Regions from separate parts of the Mus musculus genome. Here region 2 is linked to region 1. Evidence: chromatin contacts called from public HiChIP or PLAC-seq data. All regions are on one chromosome and are shown on one strand. The core of a region is the stretch at or near the end of the contact, and the rest is flanking DNA. Distances in the headings are between cores, read along the strand shown. Region 1 overlaps Dtnb (dystrobrevin, beta). Region 2 overlaps Efr3b (EFR3 homolog B).

The links. HiChIP or PLAC-seq counts read pairs in DNA pulled down with a chosen protein or histone mark.
Region 2: a contact with region 1 is called in an H3K4me3 HiChIP or PLAC-seq map of bone marrow-derived macrophages, with 4 times the contacts expected there. The contact joins two enhancer-like sites. A contact is called at or near these places in 1 of 15 datasets of contacts at CTCF or cohesin (CD8 T cells), 14 of 484 Hi-C or Micro-C datasets (the HPC-7 cell line, LSK cells, adipose-derived mesenchymal stem cells and 8 more), 3 of 115 datasets of contacts at active chromatin or transcription factors (bone marrow-derived macrophages, embryonic stem cells and epiblast stem cells) and 1 of 9 other capture datasets (embryonic stem cells).

The regions. Positions count from the first base shown.
Region 1 is chr12:3,661,568-3,664,591 of GRCm38.p6, forward strand. The region is part of intron 8 of Dtnb (dystrobrevin, beta); the gene reads left to right. Among named protein-coding and RNA genes, the nearest start is that of Dtnb, 91 kb to the left of the region's middle. Within about 2 kb of position 1,279, at least 95 of the 459 cell types and tissues checked have an H3K27ac peak or open chromatin away from gene starts, as enhancers often do. A contact at or near this core is called in bone marrow-derived macrophages, cortical neurons and epiblast stem cells, where this site is marked.
Region 2 is chr12:3,979,838-3,982,779 of GRCm38.p6, forward strand. It overlaps Efr3b (EFR3 homolog B), which reads right to left. Exons shown (of 23, transcript NM_001082483.1): 9 at 2,133-2,268; 10 at 1,817-1,978; 11 at 614-725; 12 at 305-356. Among named protein-coding and RNA genes, the nearest start is that of Pomc, 26 kb to the left of the region's middle. Within about 2 kb of position 1,669, at least 259 of the 459 cell types and tissues checked have an H3K27ac peak or open chromatin away from gene starts, as enhancers often do. A contact at or near this core is called in bone marrow-derived macrophages, cortical neurons and epiblast stem cells, where this site is marked.

The DNA.
Region 1 (3,024 bases), core at 29-2,528:
TTACTGTTTTAAAAATATTAGTGATAATCTCATATAATTTTTGAAGCATTGATACAAAAATTTTTAATATAAGGAGTCATATTTATCAGAAACAATTTTCCTTCCTTCCTTCCTTCCTTCCTTCCTTCCTTCCTTCCTTCCTTCCTTCCTTCCTCCTTTGAGATAGGGCTTCTCTGTGTAGCCCTGGCTGTTCTGGAATGCACAGAAATCTGCCTGAGTACTGGGATTAAAGCCATGAATTACTGCTAGCATCTATCTCCTTGTACCTTTTATTTTTATTTATTTTTTATTTTTTATTTTTTTGGTTTTTTCGAGACAGGGTTTCTCTGTGTAGTCCTGGCTGTCCTGGAACTCGCTCTGTAGACCAGGCTGGCCTCGAACTCAGAAATCCGCCTGCCTCTGCCTCCCAAATGCTGGGATTAAAGGCGTGCGCCACCACGCCCGGCTTCCTTGTACCTTTTAAATTCTAAAAGATAATCTGATAGTCTCTTCAGGGTGGAAAAAGTATGCTTATTGGTCATACTTTTCCCAGTTTCAAATGGATCTATGTTATATTTAATTACTACTTTGCAAATAGCACAAAATCAAATAGGAAATTATTTATCTACCTACCTTCCTTCCTACCTACCTACTTACCATTGAGACAGGGTCTCACTATGTAGCTCTGGCTGTCCTGGAACTCACTATGTAGACCAGGGTATCCTCAAATTCACAGTGATTCCCCTAGCTCTACTAGAATTAAAAGCATGTGCCACCATGCTCAGCCTGGATATGGAGATGTGTCTGAATAAATTGTAGATGTATATGAGTGCTGTACTTACATATATGCATGTGTGCTATTTGCATGCCAAGTGCCCATGGTGTTCAGAAGAGGGGGTCAGATACCATAAAACATCAGTTATGGATGGTTGTGAGCCTAGGTCCTCTGCAAGAGCAACAAGTGCTCTTAGCCTCTCCCATCTCTGGATACAAGTTTTTAATGCATAAAATAGCACTCCCACAAATAGGAAATGGGGCACAGACTTGAAGTGTAAAACAAAATCTACAAAGTCTGCTTTTTTTTCTTTGTCTTTTTCTTTTTCTTTTTTTTTTTTTTTGTGCCCAGGTACCCTCAGAAGCTACTGAGTCAGTGCCTGCCTTGGCTGCTGCCCTGTGTCTATTGTTGGTGCAGTAAAGCTGCCAGCTGTGTCCATGGCACCAGCTTGGTGCTGCTGTGCTCTCAGCCCACTCCAGCTGGGCAGCTCCTGAGTCAGCAGGCTGCTTCTCTTCCTCTGTGTGAGTTGAGTCTTGGCCCCCTGGAAGAGCCCCACCTCTCTTAGCTCCTGCTGGTTTGCTGACTATTGTCTCCACCCTTTGTGTATTCAGGAGACAAGTGAATCATTGTTGAGGTGTAGTCTGGACTCTGTTGAGAGTGTAGGAAAGGGTTGCTATTTTGCAGAGGCCACAGGCAACACCCAGGAGCACAGCCTGTAAACTAGAGCATTCTGTTGCTGCGTGAAAAGGCACTGCAGATTTCATCACAAGTCCAGGTAGAGTGTGGCTGGATTCTCACCTCCAGACCCCTCGAACCTGGCATAAGGTGTCAGCCATGGCTCAAGTACCATTAAGATTTCAGGCTTTTGGGGAATCTTGCCCATTAACTGGTTGTTGGCAAAATACATTTTGTTTTTTTTTCAGCTGTGATTCCTGTTTTCCTTTTTTTTTAATTTACATGATTATTCTTTTAAGACTTATTTATTTTATGTATATCAGTACACTGTAGCTGTCTTCAGACAAACCGGAAGAGGGCATCAGATCCCATTACAGATGGTTATGAGTCACCATGTGGTTGCTGGGAATTGAACTCAGGACCTCTGGAAGAGCAGTCCGTGCTCTTAACTGCTGAGCCATCTCTCCAGCCTGATCCCTGCTTTTCTATTCCTGGCCATCTGCGGTCTTTTGCCACGATGAAGCTTACATAAGCCATTTACAACATGGGCATCGCCTGCCTCCAAGGCCAGCTGGAGTGCATCCCGTGATTGCCTTTCCTACCGTTGGGGTGGACTCCCTCTTTCCATATAATGTTATGTAATCTAAAGAAAGGCTATGTTAGCATATTCATGTTCTCCCATGGTCAAGGACGGTGGGAATATGACAATGAGTTATTGAGGGTTAGTTTCTCATATTAGTCATTCTGGTTATTTTATTTCTTGCTTTTCAGTTTAGTACTTCTAGAACATTACACCTGGCATCTCTTAATTTAAAAAAAAAAAAGTCTTAGAAACATGAAGATGCTGCCATGAGGCACACACTCCAGTTTGCTGCCCTCCTCCAACTGCTCTTATTCCCGACTTTCTTCTGCTCATGCCCCTTCGCTCCAGGGCATGGGTTCCACATCCATTGTTATCTCTCTGGTAATTTTACTGTCTGTGGAGTTAAGCCTGTTAAATCCTGGCCATACAGTCTCTTGACTTCTCCAGTTCTGATGATCTCCTCCACTGAGCCTCAAACATCTGGCCCACAATCATGCCGGATGTCTCGCCCCATCTAGCTGCCCTCCTTCCCGAGCCACTGAGAGCAGTTCTCTTTTGACAACCTCTTATTGTTCCCGATTTGTTCCTCCTATTTCACTAAGGTCGTTCTTTTTTTCTTTTTCTTTTTCTTTTTGTTTTTTTTTTTTGTTTGTTTGTTTGTTTTTTCAAGACAGGGTTTCTCTGTATAGACCTGGCTGTCCTGGAACTCACTCTGTAGACCAGGCTGGCCTTGAACTCAGAAATCCGCCTGCCTCTGCCTCCCAAGTGCTGGGATTAAAGGCGTGGGCCCCGACGCCCGGCAAGGTCGTTCTTTAATATCCCTCCATTTCAGACTCATTAGCCAGTCTGCCTGGTGTTTGTCGGTACTTTCACTTCTTTCCTTATTCATTTCAGACATGACCATTATTCATGTGTTGTTAACTCCTTTGTGGATATGTGTACATTGATGTATCTTCCTGTGGATACTTGCTTATGCGAGTATCGTTCCTCAGGTGCTGTCCTCCTTGTTTTA
Region 2 (2,942 bases), core at 419-2,918, 320 kb after region 1:
AACAGAGGCAAATGGCCTGGGGAAGGGCACCAGGTAGGCAGACGGGGACAAATGACCGCAAGACCCACATGGTCTTAGTGACAAGGCTACCAGTGGGCACACAAAGCCACCATTATTAACAAAGGGAAGCATTACGTTCCCACCTTGCTCTGAACAACTGAATGGGGCTCAGGTTGGGTTTCAGCCTTTCACTTACCCCTTTAATAGCTGGACATATCTGTGCAGCATGGAACACAACTACCTTGGTTACCTGAAAGAAGTTGTGACCACAGAGGCAGAGCAGGGACAGGATAGGGGGGCTTACCTGAAGGAGGGACTTCAGCAACATGATCTGGGTCAGCCGGTTCCTATTCTCCCTGTAGGCCAGAGACATGGTCTCAGCAGGATGGCAATAGAGTGCTCGGCTGCACCCCCCACTCCTGAGTGTTCTCACCAGGAGGCTTGTTGGTGGACCCATGATTTCCCTAACTGGGGGGGGGGGGGGAGGCTGAAAAATTGCCACGGGACCTATGACCCCTCTGTTTTTGAGCCAAGAGAAGAAAGCAGAGCCACAGAAGTCAGGGTGAAAACCAGGAGCCAGAGAGGGTGGGCTGGGAAGAAGCAGTGGACTGACCCCGTCCGTCCGGTCTCTACGGGGTGATGCACAGAAGGCAGCGGGACTTTGCTCATGATGAAGAGGATCACCTCTGAGCGCTGGTAGGTCGGCAGTGTGCTGGCAAAGGAGCCTGTGAGGAGAGGAGGGAGCGTGAGAGGTCCCCTGGGCTCAGCAGCAGCTGAATGGAGAGAGTGAGGCTCCCTAGTGCCCAGGGCTGGGGCAGCCCAGAGAGATCTGCCTAGGCAGGCTGCTTTGACCCTGTCTCCCGAGGAGGGAGCAAGAGGGACTCCAGAGGGCCCTTCCAGATGCCAGCTCTTCCCTTGTTACTGTCATCTGGGCTTCTTCCTGGGGGATAGGGCAGCTCAGTGGTTTCACGGCTGATGAGACCATGGCATAGGCACAAGGACCTCTGAGAGGGAGGAGACCCTGTTCCATGTTTCTCCACATCCAGGGCACAAACAGTCTCCGTTGCTTCCTTCCTGTCTTTTTTTTTTTTTTTTTTTTTTTATGCCTTAGTCCCACCTCCCCTACTGCGGGCCCACCTGGAAGCACTAGGCATGCCTAATGAGGATGGAGACACAGGAAGTCTGCCTTTGCAGGAGAGCCAGGCTGAGAAACCCAGACTGATCTGGTGTCTTTGCCCAGATCATTATGTGTCATTAGCTGGCTGCCATTTCCCCCAGTGTCCCTAAATAACACAGTGCTAGGTAATCATACAGCAGATGCTATGGCGGAGGCCTGGTTCTCCCACAAGGATCATCTCTCTCTAGTCCTGGTTCCACCTCATCCTCCCAAGATTCCTTGCTCTTCTAACTCCTTTTCCTAGGCCCCAGCTAACTCCTCCTCTAGAGCTCTTCCCCTCTCCAAGCTTTGCCAGGGTCTCTCCTTTCAGTACAGCCCTAGTCTTAACCCTTAGGCCCTGCCTGTCTCAGGCCAGAGAACTAGGTCTCTGGCAACCTCTCCCCACAGCCTCATTCCTCTTCAAATCTTATCAGGTCCCTCCCTTCTCCAAGCCTCACTGGGTCCTTCCCTTTACTAAGTTCCTTCCCCAGACTCCGCCCCTTTCCAAGCCTCGCCCAGATCTATCTCCACTACCACGTCCTAGGCCCCGTTTCACAGGCTCTGCCTCCTTAGCCCCGCCTCCAGATCGTTGACAACTCCTCCCCTGGAGTCGATCCCTCAAGCCTCAATGGCCCCTCCCAGACCCACCCATTTCCCCACCGATAGTTTTGATGACGGCCTCCTGGAACATGCACTCCTCATGCTCCTTGATGATCTTGGAGCCCAGGCTCACAGCGCCGTCGTAGCTCCCAGTTAGCGCGTAGTCGATGCTGAGCCGCAGCTGCCGCAGCAGGGTGTTGAACATCTCCAGTACCGTGGGCCCTGGGCGCCAAGGGGGAGGGACCCACAAATCATGACAGGAATCCCTCCTGCTCTCCCGTAAGCCCAGGCCCGCGCAGCCAATCGGCTCTAAATCTAACGCCTGCACACACCCCCCCACCCCACGCCCCTTGCCTTTTGCTCCGGACCCCCTTACCGACAGAGCCCGTGGCAGCGATAATTGCAGCTTCCGATAGGACTTCCACGATGCCGGCGCGCACAGTCGCCGCGCTGCGGCTGTTGGCGTCCAGGTGGCTCAGGAGCTGCTGGATAACCAGGTGGGAGTGCTGCGGCTGTGGAGGAGGAAGACGTGCTGGTCCCCAAACAACAACACCCCCCCCCCTGCCCCCCGGCCCGGTAGCCCTCTGCTGGAACCCAGAGGCTCAGGGTGAACCAAAATGACATCCCACAGCCAGTGGGCACTGCAGGTGGCACCCAGACCTCGCTCTCTTTCTTGCAGCACCCCACCCCAACCCCCACAAAAACGGAGCCAAATCCCAGGGAATCTGTGTTTGCACATTTTCCCTGAATTCCTTTACTTCAAAGGCGGCCAGCAATCTATTTCAAAATATTGTCTTTCATTTCTCCCTGTCCCCAGGTTTTACTGGCAAGGCCCATGAGAGGCCACGTGGTTCATCTCAGTGCAGCTCAAAGTGTGGCTGGGAGCCAGCCCAGTGCCAATTCAAGATCTGTCTGATAACACTGCTGCTAAGATGTGGGCCAGAAGGAAAGTACACCCGCAGTAACGGGGGCGCTCAGGGAATGCAGGTGGCTTGTCTTCTTTGAGATTTAATTTTCTCTAGGAATTATTTTCCATTGTATTTCATAAAAATAAAATAAATGTTGGCCTAGGATATAGGAAACATTAAACAGAGAACTCCTTGCAATTCCTTCCCAGCCGGATGATACAGCATGATCTGTGGCAGCTGGGGGTCTCTGGGGGGGGGGGGGGGAGTCAGAGGACACC